Regions from separate parts of the Oryctolagus cuniculus genome. Here region 2 is linked to region 1. The links are chromatin contacts, called in public Hi-C maps. All regions are on one chromosome and are shown on one strand. The core of a region is the stretch at or near the end of the contact, and the rest is flanking DNA. Distances in the headings are between cores, read along the strand shown. Region 1 has its middle 400 kb from the start of BCOR. Region 2 overlaps BCOR (BCL6 corepressor).

Region 1 (6,591 bases), core at 2,060-4,559:
GGCAGTGCCACTTGGCCTCTCCCTGCCACAGCCCCGTGGATGGGGCAGATGGGAATTTAGGGTGTGGTGGCCCGAAGCGAGAGGATTGGAAAGACAGTTTGTTTCGAAATCTCACTCGGCATTTGTGGCTGCTGGTTTCACTTCATTGATCAGATGTTCCTCGTTAGAAAGACTGCTCAGGGCATTTTGGGGGTTCCCCAAGAACCTTAGTTCCCTGCTAAATCTGGTCCAGTCTCCACAGGTCTTCAGATATCCCAGTATTAAAAACATTTCTGTTAAAGCATTTTAAATTAACTTATCTGAAAGGTAGAGTGATGGGGTGGGGAAAGTGCTCTTTTTTTTTTTTAAAGATTTATTTATTTATTTGAAAGTTAGAGTTACACAGAGAGAGAAGGAGAGGCAGACAAAAGAGAGAGGCCTTCTATCTGCTGGTTCACTCCCCAGTTCACTCCCCGACGGCCGGAGTTTTGCTGATCCGAAGCCAGGAGCCAGGAGCTTCTTCTAGGTTTCCTATGTGGGTGCAGGGGCCCAAGGACCTGGGCCATCCTCTACTGCTTACCCAGGCAACAGCAGAGAGCTGGATCGGAAGTGGAGCAGCCAGGACTCGAACTGGTGCCCATATGGGATGCCGGCACTGCAGGCGGTGGCTTTACCCACTATGCCACAGTGCCAGCCCCGGGAAATGCTCCTATCTGCTGGTTTACACCCTAAATGCCTGCAACAGCCAGGGATGAGCCAGGCTGAAGCCAGGAACACCATCCAGGTCTCCTTCGTGGGTGGCAGGGGTCCAAGTCCTTGAGCCATCATCGGCTGCCTCCCAGGGTGCGCACTAGCAGGAAGCTGGATTGGAAGCCGAGGCAGGACTTAAACCCAGGCACTCCCACGTGAGCCGTCGGTGTCCCAATAGACATCTCAATTACTGGACCAGGTGCCTGCCCTGTGTGAGCTTTTAAACTCGGTTCTTCCCCTTTCCTAAGCTCTTTCTACACCAGCGGCCCCCAGTTTCCTTTCGAGAACCTTCTGTCGCCTTTGCAGCTTTGTCTGCTACTTCCCCGAGACTACTGTCGACAGTGAGCCCTTTGTAGTGGTAGTGGTGTAATTTAGTTTAGCAAATATTTGCCAGCCTGACCTGTGCCAGATCCCATGCAATGCCAGGAAGGCAAAACTGGCATGCAACCAGTGGCACGGGTTCCAAGGCCAGCAATCCAGCCACTTGCGAGCATTTAGACCTCAAAGGACCTCACCGACGTTCACTTCATGCCCATTTCTCAGATGACGAAACCAAGGTCTTGAGAGTTTCCCGTCGATCCCGCTTCACCCGACTAGGGCAGCAGAGTTGAGGTTTGCACGCCAGTGGATTTGATGGCCAAAATCTCTCTTCCTGGCCAGAGCCCAGTGTCCTCAGATGTGAAATGGAGACCATCTTCGGAGCAACCTTAAGAGGATGTGGTGAGAGTCCAGCTGCTGGGCGTTGTGGAGGAGTGACTCGGTCCTGGGAGCTGACTGCAACCGCAGGAAAGCCCTTGTGAGCCGGTACTGACAGCCGCTGCCCCGGGCAATGCCAGCTGGCCCCTCTCCCGCCGCCGGGGTGGCTGCCCGTCACAGCACCTGTAACCGCGCCTTCACTTGTCTGCTCTGCAGAAGCAGGTGTCCCGGGGAGGGGGCAGAGTCACACGTGTCACCGAATGTTAGCAACGCCATCCTGAGGCCCAGAGAGGGGCTGGGACTTGCCTGAGGTCACACAGCTGGCGAGCGGCAGAGCTGGGGGGTGACCAAGCAGCTGTTAGGACTTTCCCGTGGGGCTTGGAATGCATTGACCAAGTTCCCTCCTCAGCTTTTCCAACATGAAACTGCAAGGCTCCCTGGGAAGGAACGCAAGGAAGGGACCTACAGAAGGGGGAGGGGAGGGAGAAAAGCTGCCAGGGCTTGGGTGGGGTGGGGGGGCAGGTTCTGTCTCAGGAAAAGCATTGAATGCCGGAGCTGGTCTAATGGCGGTGGGGTGGGGGCTGAGCTGGCCAGGCAGCCCAGGATGCCCAGCTACAGTCACCTGGAGTCTGGCTCTGGAATCTGTCGTACAGACAGGCTGCCTAGGATCCCAAAGTGCTCATCCTGGCCCTGCCAGCCCCCTCTGACAGAACAGCACCTGAGCCTGCTCCTTTGCACCCAGCCCCCAGCCCCCAGGCCAGGGCACGCCCCGCCCGCTCGCCTGCCTCCACTTCTCCACTTGACCAGGGTCATCTTCGCCCACAGTCACCACGGACCCCAGGACAAACACACGGGGCCCAGGCCTGGAAGATCTATTAGTGCCACTCCTGTCACCGCCCGCCGAGCGGGAGGAGAGGCAGCCAAACGCTGTGCTAATTATTCTAGCTTCCAGCAGGGTCTCGGAGGTCGCAGCCATGGTAAATCTTAACTTTCATGCTATGGTGCACCGGGATGCAATTTACTTCAAAGAGAGCATAAATCCCCACTGCGGCGTGTATCAGAGGAGCGTTACATAAAAGTGGCCCGTGTGCTTCCCACCCTGGCTGCCTCCTCTCTCTCCCCTTCCCTCCCTCCCTCCCTCCCTCGCTCGGTCGCTCGCTGGCTCGCTCACTCGCTCGCTCGCTCTCTCCTTGTAAGTTTGAAAAAGCCAGCCCGCGGTTGGCTACACATCTCGCACGCAAAAACATTTACACACACGTCGGCTCGCAGCCTTATAAATCACCAGGCGCGGCGACTTGGCAGTGGGAACACAGGCGAGATCTATTTTTACCAACGCAGTCCGCAGACAGCCCCAGGGGGCCCCTCCTTTCCTACAGTGACACCTACTGGTGCCAGCTTTGGCCAAAGGCAGCCTTGAGCTTCAGACCCATTTCTCAGGCTTTGCATGAGAGTCAATGGACTGAGGCCTTGCCCTTCCCCCACAGCCTCGAGTGAATTCCTCCAGCCACAAACCCCTCCACCCCCATGAAGCCCCTCCCCCACAGCCACGCCCTCCAGGCTTAAGGGCGGAGCCTGAGCGAGGTGCCGCCTCTGACATGATAATTGCCTTGCCCAGCGCTGTGGGCTGCGCCAGCAAGGCCAGCTCGGCTCAGTAGGCTGTCAAGGGATCACGGTTACCCGGGAGGGGGCTGCCTACCACATCACCGCCCATCCCCCCAAGCCAGGCGTCCTCCCCCTATGCAACCTCTTGGGGAGGGTAGGGGGGGTTGTCCAGTTGTGTTTCAAGTAATTACTTCCCTGTGAAAGACATCTGTTATCTTCGCTGACACACACGGACTGGCGGCCGCCGTGGTTTCTGCGAGGGGCTTGTGAATCCTGGCATTGTCATCACGGCCCCGGCTGGGAACACAGAGGGTGGGGAGAGACAGAGGCGCGTCTGTCTCCTGTCCCCAGGCCTCGGCCCTGGCTGCCTCCCAGCGACCTCTCCGGAGGCAGCCGTGCCGGGTCTAATGCTTCTAATGTCGTCTTTGCAGACCCATTTGTGATTCCTTGATGCTGTAATTACGGCCGCCGCTTCGCTCCTCTCGCAGCCGCTGCCATTAGCTGGGCAGACCGCAGGCTGCGGTTGACGGTGACGTGGCCCTGGCAGCCTGGAGGGACTCTGTGGGTTGCTGGGGGTGGGCAGGGCCCTCTCAGCAGGCCTGGAGCTTTGCAGAGGCGCAGGGCAGCTGGCTGAGCTGGCCAAGCCTGGTGATTAGTGGCTCTCCCCTGAGGGCAACCGCTGGCAGTCAGCCAGCTGGGGATGACGCTCCCGGGTGGAGGGCACGCGGGTGACCCTGGGCGAGTCACAGCCCCACTGAGCTTTGGAAAAGACGGGTGGGGGAGGGCTGCAGGGCTAGCAGCTCGCCTTCAGCCCTCACTGGGGGTCTCTCTTAGGAAGGGCTGTGCGGACGCTGGGGGCGGGTTCTCAGGTGCGTTCTTGGGCCTAGAACAGTAAAGCAAACATCCAGTACCCTGTCCTGCCAAGGCCTCTGGCCGTAATCTCAAATACGCCGCTGCTTTCCATTGCAAAGTGGCCCTTCTCAGGACAGAAGCCCTGGGCTGCAGCAAAGGCTTTGAGGGTGGGCAAAGGGGGACCTTCAGAGACTCTTGGAAATAAGCAGAATTAGACACTGAAAAAAGGCGAACCAAAGTCTTGCTTTTGGCCCTCCACGCCTTGACCCTTTGGGTCCTCACCATCCCTAGCGTTGAAAAATATCACTGTAGTGCTCAAGCCCCCACTGAAAGTGAAAGTCCACCGTGGGAATTCTTTCATATGCTTCCCGTCGGGAGGTGGCTTCTCCTTGAACCTGGATGGCCTTGTGACTGCTCCCACCGAAACACACCGACGCGAGTGATCTATGTGACTTCCAAGACCACATTACGGGAGGCCACTTCAGAGCGCTGACTGCCGGCCGCCATGCTGTGAGGAAGCCCAATTCCTGTGAGGAGGCCATGTAGGTCTCGTCAGCCAGCGGTCCCGGCGGCAATGGTCTTGGGGTCAATTGCAGCCCCAAAGCCAGGCATACGGGTGAAAGAGCTCCCGATGATTCTAGCCTTTAGCTACTGCGCCACCCCCAGCCATTCACATCTGCACAGCCAAGGTCCCAGACATCACGGAGCAGGACTAAGCCGCCCCTGCTGTGCTCCGTCTGAATTCCTGCCCCATGGAATCCAGGAGCATATTAAAACGGTTGTTTATACTGCTAAGGTTGGGCTGGTTTGTTAAGCAGCAAGAGATAACGGGAACAGCCCCTTAGCCCAGGGTCCTGCCTGGCGTCCAGCCTAATGCATAAAGACATGGACACCTGTTTTCCATAAAGGAGGCAGGAAGTATTCTAGAAGGTTGAGAATGGCATTGGGCCAAAGGATCTGCTGTGTGGGCTGCACACTCAGCTCCCGGCTGCGGAGCTCCGCCCTGGTCCAGAGGGACACTGAACCATGGGCAGGCCTGTCTTGTTCCTTTGGATGTCACTGACCCCGGTGTCGGGGTGAGGCCAGGGCTTGGGGACTGTCTCTGGGCTGTTCAAGCTTCATTTCCTTTCCTATGTAGCCCAGGAGCCTTCTAGCTGAGGTTTTGGGAGCAGGCATGAAAGATGCCCTGACCCGGGGCCAGCGCCATGGTGCAGTAGGTTAATCCTCTGCCTGCGGCACCGGCATTACGTATGGGCACCGGGTTCTAGTCCCGGTTGCTCCTCTTCCAGTCCAGCTCTCTGCTGTGGCCCGGGAAGGCAGTAGAAGATGGGCCAAGTCCTTGGGCCCCTGCACCCGCGTGGGAGACCTGGAAGATGCTCCTGGCTCCTGGCTTTGGATCGGCGTAGCTTCAGCCATTGTGGCCATCTGGGGAGTGAACCAGCGACTGGAAGACCTTTCTCTCTGTCTCTCTCTCTCACTGTCTGTAACTTTACCTCTCAAATAAATAAGTAAAATCTAAAGGGAAAAAAAAAATGTTCTGACCCTTTTATTTTCCCCCTGGTTTGAACCTCGCGCCTAGGGGGCGTGGCTTTGGAAGGGAAGGAGCAGTGGGGAGCCAAAGCTAGCGGGCATGAGCAAGTACATACCTTCTTGTGGCTTTATCCCTGTCAGAGGACAGAGGCAAGACCCCCACGCGGCCACCAGGGATGTCACCTGGCAATGTGACGCATGAGGCCGTGGCTGTTGCTTTGCAATGAGGGCACTTTTAATTGTGTGTGCCCAGACTCACCTTGCTGGTCTGTAGCTCGTATAATTTGCAAGAAAATCAAGACTGCTTTCTCCGTTTCTCCAAAGACTCTGTGCGTTCACTTGTGGGCTATCTCAATGCCCTTAAACATTTGCTGGAATTTATAATCCTGGCTGAGTTTTACACACAGGATTCCCTCAATGACGAATTCCAGTTTGCTAACTAGAATTGGGACCATTTTCTGCTCGAGTGTTTTATTTATTTATTTTTTGACAGGCAGAGTGGACAGTGAGAGAGAGAGAGAGAGAGAGAGAGAGAGAAAGGTCTTCCTTTGCCGTTGGTTCACCCTCCAACGGCCGCCATGGCCGGTGTGCTGCGGCCAGCGCACCGCGCTGATCCGAAGGCAAGAGCCAGGTGCTTCTCCTGGTCTCCCATGGGGTGCAGGGCCCAAGCACTTGGGCCATCCTCCACTGCACTCCCTGGCCACAGCAGAGAGCTGGCCTGGAAGAGGGGCAACCGGGACAGAATCCGGCGCCCCGACCGGGACAAGAACCCAGGGTGCCAGCGCCGCAAGGCGGAGGATTAGCCTAGTGAGCCGCGGCGCCGGCCGAGTGTTTTATTTTGATCAAAAAAGTGCTGGGGCATCTACACTGATAAGTAGTTGGCCACGGGGTGAAAGAAGTAACTCCGGGTTGAGAATAGGAATCTTATTCTTCAGCTGCCTTTGACTTGGGAGCCAATGCAATTTAGCAATGCTCCTGTTTGAGGGGCTATGTTTTGGCTAAGTGAGAAACTTGACCATGAGCGAAATCCAATAAGCCACTAAAGTTGGATTTGTTGAATTAAAGATTTTGAAACACGGCTTCAGAGATGAGGAGAGGAGCAATTCCACTTCCTTGAAGAAGATAGTGTGACGGCTGAGGGGAGAACCTGGAGCAGACACAGTGGCCCACTAGGAGTGGCCT
Region 2 (6,591 bases), core at 1,954-4,453, 380 kb before region 1:
GTCCGGCCGCCACCATCTTGGGGGACATCTGTTGTGAGCCTCCAATAGTGTTCTTTCCACTGTTGCCTTACAGATCACCCCCCGCCCCCCCTTTACAATCTACAGATCTCTTTATTTGGTACGGAGCTAGCACTGTCGTCAATACGTTTCTGAAAATAAGAAATTAACTTCATACTTGCGATGTGTGCCCCTCCCCCCGCAGGTGTGGTTTTCAGTCTCCACAACACTGCATCCAGTGTTGTGACGCAAGGGGCCCCAGGTTCCCATTATCCCTGCCTCTAACCCCTGAATGGGGAGTTTGACTTCTAATTTCATGCTAGGGGGTTCACAGGCGACATAATTGTATTTGCCTCTGCCTTTGATCTGCTATTTCATTGTGGCGGGACTGGGAGACAGCGAGAAAAAAAGGTGGTGGCAAAAGCATGACTTGGTTTTGCTTTGAAATTGGCAGTTATTGCTTTCTCTGACTCCCTCGACCGGACACACCTTCCCTCCATCTGAAACCCAACCGCTTCCCATTTCCGAAAACCCAGAAGGCGCGGGGACCTTCGGGCCTGCTTCCTTCTCCCTGGCTAAGAGTGCGTTTTCAGAAAGCCTTTCAGGCATGGGGCTCGGGCTCTCCTTAAGCTCCAGGAGAACGTCTGGGTGAATTCTGACCCACGTGCCCCGTTCCTGATCTCGCCCCGACTTCCCGGGATGGCTCTGGTTCAGGCCAGCCACCCTTCAGGTGATTCGGGTCTATAGTGCCAACCCCTCCGCTGGTGGAAGCCGGAGGGATCTGGATTCAGCAGCAGCCTCGTGGCTCAAAACTAAACGGTCAGCCGGCTTCTCAGGCAGGTTTGCCGGATCAGATCGTGTAGTCGGTGCACAAAGAACCATAGCCACCACAGCATGGAGGGAGGGCTGAAATGCAGGCCCAAGGGCATCCCTCTCCAAATTGTCACAAAGCCACCAAGTTGGCGAATGGCAGCTCTATTGTCAAGGCAAAGGAGAAATGGATTCTGTCCCTGATCAAGAAGAAAAGAGAAGGTGACACAGGGCGGGATGGAGGTGACACAGGGCATGGTGGGAGCCAGTAGGCAGGCCTGAGGCTGTAGTTGACATAGCACATTGGAGCAACAGGCCCCTGTAGGAAGTCTTTGCGAGGTTCCCAGAAAACAAATGCTTATGTCAACACAGCGCACAGATTTCAAACTCTTTTTGCACCAAAATAAACCTGTCTTTTATTTTCAAAGATGTATTTATTTATTTGAAAGGCAAGGTTACTGGGTGTGTGTGTGTGTGTGTGTGTGTGTGTTTTCCATCCACTGGTTCACTCCCCAAATGGCCGTGACGGCCAGAGCTGGGCCGATCCGAAGCCAGGAGCTTCCTCTGGGTCTCCCAAGCACTTTGGGCCACGCTTTGCTGCTTTCTCAGGTGTATTAGCAGGGAGAAGCTAGGATTCGAACCCACGCCCATATGGGATGCCGGCGCTGCAGGCAGCAGCTTTACCAGCCATAGCGCCGCAGCATATAGGGCCACAGGGCTGGCCCCTAACCTTTTAATTCCACTTTCCATGAGCTTTGCGAAGTACCCTCAAACTTGGGAAGGTATTTTCACAGTAAAGCCATAACAGACGGGCCTTCTCAGGGAAGGAAAAATTTAGGTGACTTATTCTTCCTTTATAGCTATGCGTAGGTCAGGAGCCCTTCTTTTGTTTGCCTGTCTGTTTCCTCACTTTGGGTAACTTGCATTGGGTGTGTTGAAGGACTATCTTTTGAAAGGATGTTAATTATATCATGGCAACTGGGAATTCCCCAAATCTTCCTCTCCTACCTACTTGTTGTGTGTGTGTTTCAAAGATTTAGGTATTTATTTGAAAGGCAGAGTTACACACAGCGATCTTCCATCTGCTGGTTCACTCCCCAAATGGGTGCAACAGCAGGGCTGAGCCAGGTCAAAGCCAGGAACCTGGAACTCCATCTGGGTCTCCCACATGGGTTCAAGGGTGTAAGCACTTAAGCCATTTTCTGCTGCTTTCTCAGGTGCAGCAGCAGGCACCTGGATCGGAAGTGGAGCAGCTGGGACTTGAACTGGTGCTCATATGGGAAGCAGGTGTCCCAGCCAGACGCTTAACCCGCTGTACCATGATACGCCCCACCCCATTTTCTTTAAGTCTTAAAGACTTAAAAAGAGTTTAGAGGCGTTCCCCACCATCCATTTGGATTTAGTGTCTAAAGCCTTTCTTTTTTATGAATTGTGCTGGGGGTTTCATGGGTTTCAAATGGGGTATTGTGTTCTGATGGAAAATTGCATCTCCACCACTCGCTCACTAATCTCAGGAGCTGAGAAGTGAATCCAGGGTTGCTAATTCTTGGTATTTTTGCTTGATGTAAAGTAAACATCATTTTTCCTAAACAGGAACCTTTCACAAGCACTGACAGTTACTGTTCCCAAACTGCAACAATCCAGGGCTCCTACATTTCTGTGCTCCGCTCCTCTCCTCTCCCGGAACAGATCCTAAAGAGAACTAGCTGGCCCCTTCCCTGGGCCATTTACTGCAAGGTTCATGCCCTGTCTTTATGTTCATCTCAAATTGCCTTTTATTTGTGTTTCCTCATTTACAAGTCCGCCTTTCCACCTAGATTGTACCAGAGGTGACTTTAAAAAATTCACTTTCCTACTGTTGGATTCGCCTAGGCCCTAACACGTTGCTTTTGCCCTTAGCAAGCTCTACATAAATGTGTGTTAAATTCCAAAAAGTGGACAGATACAGTTACGGTGCGATCAAGTGCCCTGGAGCCGTGGTAACTTTCAAATCCTCTTGCTCAGAGAGCGCCCTGGAAACCCCTTGAACGCCAGGGACTCTGTCCCTGGCCTCGCGCCCCTTCCCTGGACAGGTTGCAGTTGGGGACGGTGACCCAAGTCGCGGGGGACGGGGATCCGAGAGGTGAGCACACGTTGCCCATTGCAGAATTCCTGGACCAAGAAGACGTTTCTCGGGATTAAAATCCACCCTGGTGTTTCCGGGAGGCGCGACTACTGGTCGCGCTTTCGCCGCCTGACTCCCAGCGGCCGCAGATCAGCGTGGCCCGTAGCGCGGAGGGGAGTTCCAGAGGGGCGGGCGCGGCGCCCTCCGCGCGCCCCCGGAAACCTGGGAACACCCGCGCTGCTGCCTCGGCCGGGCCTGCGGCTCCGCGGTCCCACCGCCGGGGGCAGCGCCGCCCGCGCCGCCGGGCCAAGATGGCGGCCGGCGCGCCACCCGCGCCCGGGGGAGAGGAGGCGGCGGCGGCGGCGGCGGCGGGAGCTCCCCAGCTCCCCGGCGAGCCAACGCGCGCGCTGTGCTCCGGGGCGGGAAGCTGCTCCTCCTTGGCCCTCCGGGACCCGAGAGCCCGGCTCCTCCGCCGCTTCCCCAGACAGCTTCCCCCTCCTCCCGCCCGCGCCCCACCTGTGCGGGCTCTGAAGGGCTATGCTAGCCCTCAATCACCCGGGACTCCTGTTAGAAGAGGGTAGGGACAAGGCCCTGGCTGGGATGAGGCTTGCGACGAGGATGACCGCCAGGCTAGAGGACCTGCGGGGACCCCCGGCTGCAAGCCCCACAGCCTAACCATTTCCTCCAGCTCCTGGACACCTCTGGGCGCAGTCCCACCAAACCCGTGACCACAGGCAGGGCGTCAGATGCCCCGTTAGGTCACAGGGCCCAGAGCTCATGCAACCAGGAATGCCTTGGAAAATCCGGTAGGTCTGGTTGTGAAGTCCATGGTATGATATTGTAAAGGCTGCAGAACCTGCGCTGCCCTTGGCAAATGCTCTGACCTGGTTCTCTGCTCTGGGTAGGCTGCCTTCCTCCCAGGACACTCCCAGACCTGCAGTCCAAGTTACCGGCAGTGGCGTGCGTGGATGAATGTGGGTTATTCGGAGGGATCTCCTGCGGGGGCTCAGGCTGGGAGGTCAGGGGATCCCCCCTATCCTCCCCGGCGGGAGCAGGTGAGGGGAGGGGGAGAATCACAATGGTAGGAACTGAGTGCTACCTGCCAAAGCTTTACCATTACCTTTTGTCAGGCATGGGCTGACACCTCCCGCTGGTTCAAGGTTCCTTCCAAACTTTGCAAGTTGCTTATCAGCTCAGCGGGAGAGGCTGGAGTGAACTTTTGGTTTTTGTTTTGGTGAAATCAAGTCGGTGTGCATAACATATGCGCTGCCTTGTTATTCTTATGGAAACACTTTCTCCGCCCACCCCTGCAGCAGCAGCTACAGCAGCCGTTCCTTCCTTCGGAAACCCCTCTTTTAATGACCTCTCTCCTGCTCCGGTTTAGTCAGCCGCCCCCCCCCCCCACTTTGTTCAAGTGCAGCAATAAACCCAAGACTAGGCCTAATCCTCTGTGCTCCTGACCTTCCCCTCCTGGTCCCCCGACCGATGCTGGCCACGGCTGCCGTTTGGTCTGCTTTGTGTGTTGTGTGTTTTCTCCTCTCTACACACTTGGTACTTTTTCAGACAGCAAATCATCATTAAAAAAAAAAAGAGAGAGAGAGAGAGAGAGAGAGATAAATCGTATACCAGGAAAAAGTTCAAAGCAGCCCCTTTTGGAGCCAGGCCCCCCACAAGCCGGGTCTTTCCCATCACAGACACAACCATCTGATTTCTAAACTCGAACCAGTGCCAAGGAGTTACCCTTGACCTTGCGCCCCCTGACGTCGTCTCCTAGCTCCAGTTTGGGTGCCGCAAGTGCCTTTGCTGAGTCCACTTCCAGCCCTGTCCAGCCCCAGTGCCCCTCCCTGGAGGCGCAGTAACCTTAAACGGCACGACAGGCGGCTGGCCGAGCTGGTTCGGTGACGACTCCCAGGAGACAGCCGCCTGCAGCAGCAGGCCCCATCTGCAGCACAGCTGAACGAGTTAAACTGCCCCAGGCATGAGTGGTCTAGGGTGGGGCCTGGACCGGGGAGAACCGGCGGGAGCCTGGGGCAGCCTCGGACTTAAAAGCCCCAAATTGGCCCAGGAAAGGGTGGTCCTGGTGTTGCCCTCCCGAAGTGCTGCTGAGTGGGCCCCCCCCCAGACCCCCTTTAGGGGCTGAGGGGCTGGCTTCGGAGCCCGGTTTGGATTCAGGCTGCGCTGGAGGGCTTGGGAGCCCGAGGGGAATGCAATCTGTAGGGACCGGGACAGTGAAGTCACTTCTCCGCCAAACAAGCAGTGACGTGCAGCGGGACCCGAGCCTCGGGCTCCAGCGGCGGCGAAGAGCCCAGTAATTCAGACGGGCCGCTCGCTGAAAAGCCCTAGGTGGGCGAACATCACTCACCACCTCCGGGAGAGCCCCGCTCAGATGCACCACTGCAACCCTCCTGGGCTGCGCGGGCCGCTGCCCGCTGGCCAGTGCGGCTCAGCTCTGCCCGACCCTGCCTCGGTTTCACAAAGGCCACGTGCGGCCAGGGCCGACGAGGAGCGGCCACGACTCTCAGATCTTTAATTACGCTAGGAGCCCCTACCCTTCCCCCCACCCCATCGCCGGCTTCCAGCCCTTTAATCAATTTCACGATATTAAATATTAATTTCCCGCCAGCCACGCTTTCTCGGAGGAGGGGGAGGGGACGGGACGGGCAGCTCCAAGGCAGGGGCGGCTTTGCAGGGTGTGACCAAGGGGCACGGAGGGCTGGCGGGCTCCTAAGTGACCTCCTCCCGGAACTCGGAGCCACTGGCTTTGCATTCTGCAGCTGGGCAACTTGGAGAGTTATGAACGCCGGGGTGCAGGCCTCGGTGAGGAGTAGCTAGGTGCGCCGAGAGCTCGGGTGTGCTGGGCGGCCGCTCTGTGCCTGCCCCCCCCGCAGCCGCGAGTCAGCCTCACGCGGGCCCGCAGCGCGCTGCGGTGATGGATCGCGCCTGGCGGGGGTGATTTGGTGTTGATCGCACATTATCACTGGCAGGTTGGACTGGCTGCTGATGGACGACTTCTAGCGGCGGCGGCAGCGTCTTCAGACACCGCGCAGGGACTCGCTAGCTCTGCCGGGGTCTTCTCCCCACCCCACCCCCGTCCCCGCCCCAAGCCACCTCACCACCCTACCTCCCGGCGCCCGGAGGGGTCTGCGGATCAGAATGGGGTCCCCTTAAACCCAAGGCCGCCCGCCCCCCCCATCCGGCTCGTGGTGTGGGTCGCAGACCGGGTGAGGAAGGGAGCCAGGACGCCTTTCCCACTTCCTCCCATTCCTCCTTCCCTTGCCGCTTGCCCCGCCCCCCTTTCCTGCTTCCCCATTGAAAGCTGAAGGGCTTGGGTCACTCCGCGGGTGATTTCCCCGCTGCCCGGGCCGGGCCGCGGGGGCAGACTCACCCGCCCCGCGGCCCCCGACCCTCTCCCCAGAGCCGCGGCAGCCGCGACGCTGCAATGCGCCCCTCCTCGCTTCTTTTTCTAAAGTGCCTGCAGATACAAAAGCGGTTTCGTAATGCCTTCCGTCTGCGAGAGCCGGAGGACCTTGGCTGACCTTTCGGAAACTGATTGCAACTGCCTGTTAACAGCCCGTACTGACCGCACTGAGCGGAGCGGAGGACAATCATTTAAGTGACAGACGGCGAGGTGGCCTCGGCTCGGTCGAGCGGCCTGGTTAAGCCCGCCCCTCCCCCAGCTC

Evidence for each region. A called contact is a pair of places that touch in the nucleus more often than the background predicts.
Region 2: a Hi-C map of an unstated tissue shows a contact between it and region 1, with 2.5 times the contacts expected there. The contact joins two enhancer-like sites. A contact is called at or near these places in 2 of 6 Hi-C or Micro-C datasets (ear pinna and an unstated tissue).

Annotation. Positions count from the first base shown.
Region 1 is chrX:25,741,414-25,748,004 of mOryCun1.1, reverse strand. No RefSeq gene overlaps it. Among named protein-coding and RNA genes, the nearest start is that of BCOR, 400 kb to the left of the region's middle. Within about 2 kb of position 3,309, at least 1 of the 8 cell types and tissues checked has an H3K27ac peak or open chromatin away from gene starts, as enhancers often do.
Region 2 is chrX:26,123,128-26,129,718 of mOryCun1.1, reverse strand. The region is part of intron 1 of BCOR (BCL6 corepressor); the gene reads left to right. Among named protein-coding and RNA genes, the nearest start is that of BCOR, 16 kb to the left of the region's middle. Within about 2 kb of position 3,203, at least 3 of the 8 cell types and tissues checked have an H3K27ac peak or open chromatin away from gene starts, as enhancers often do.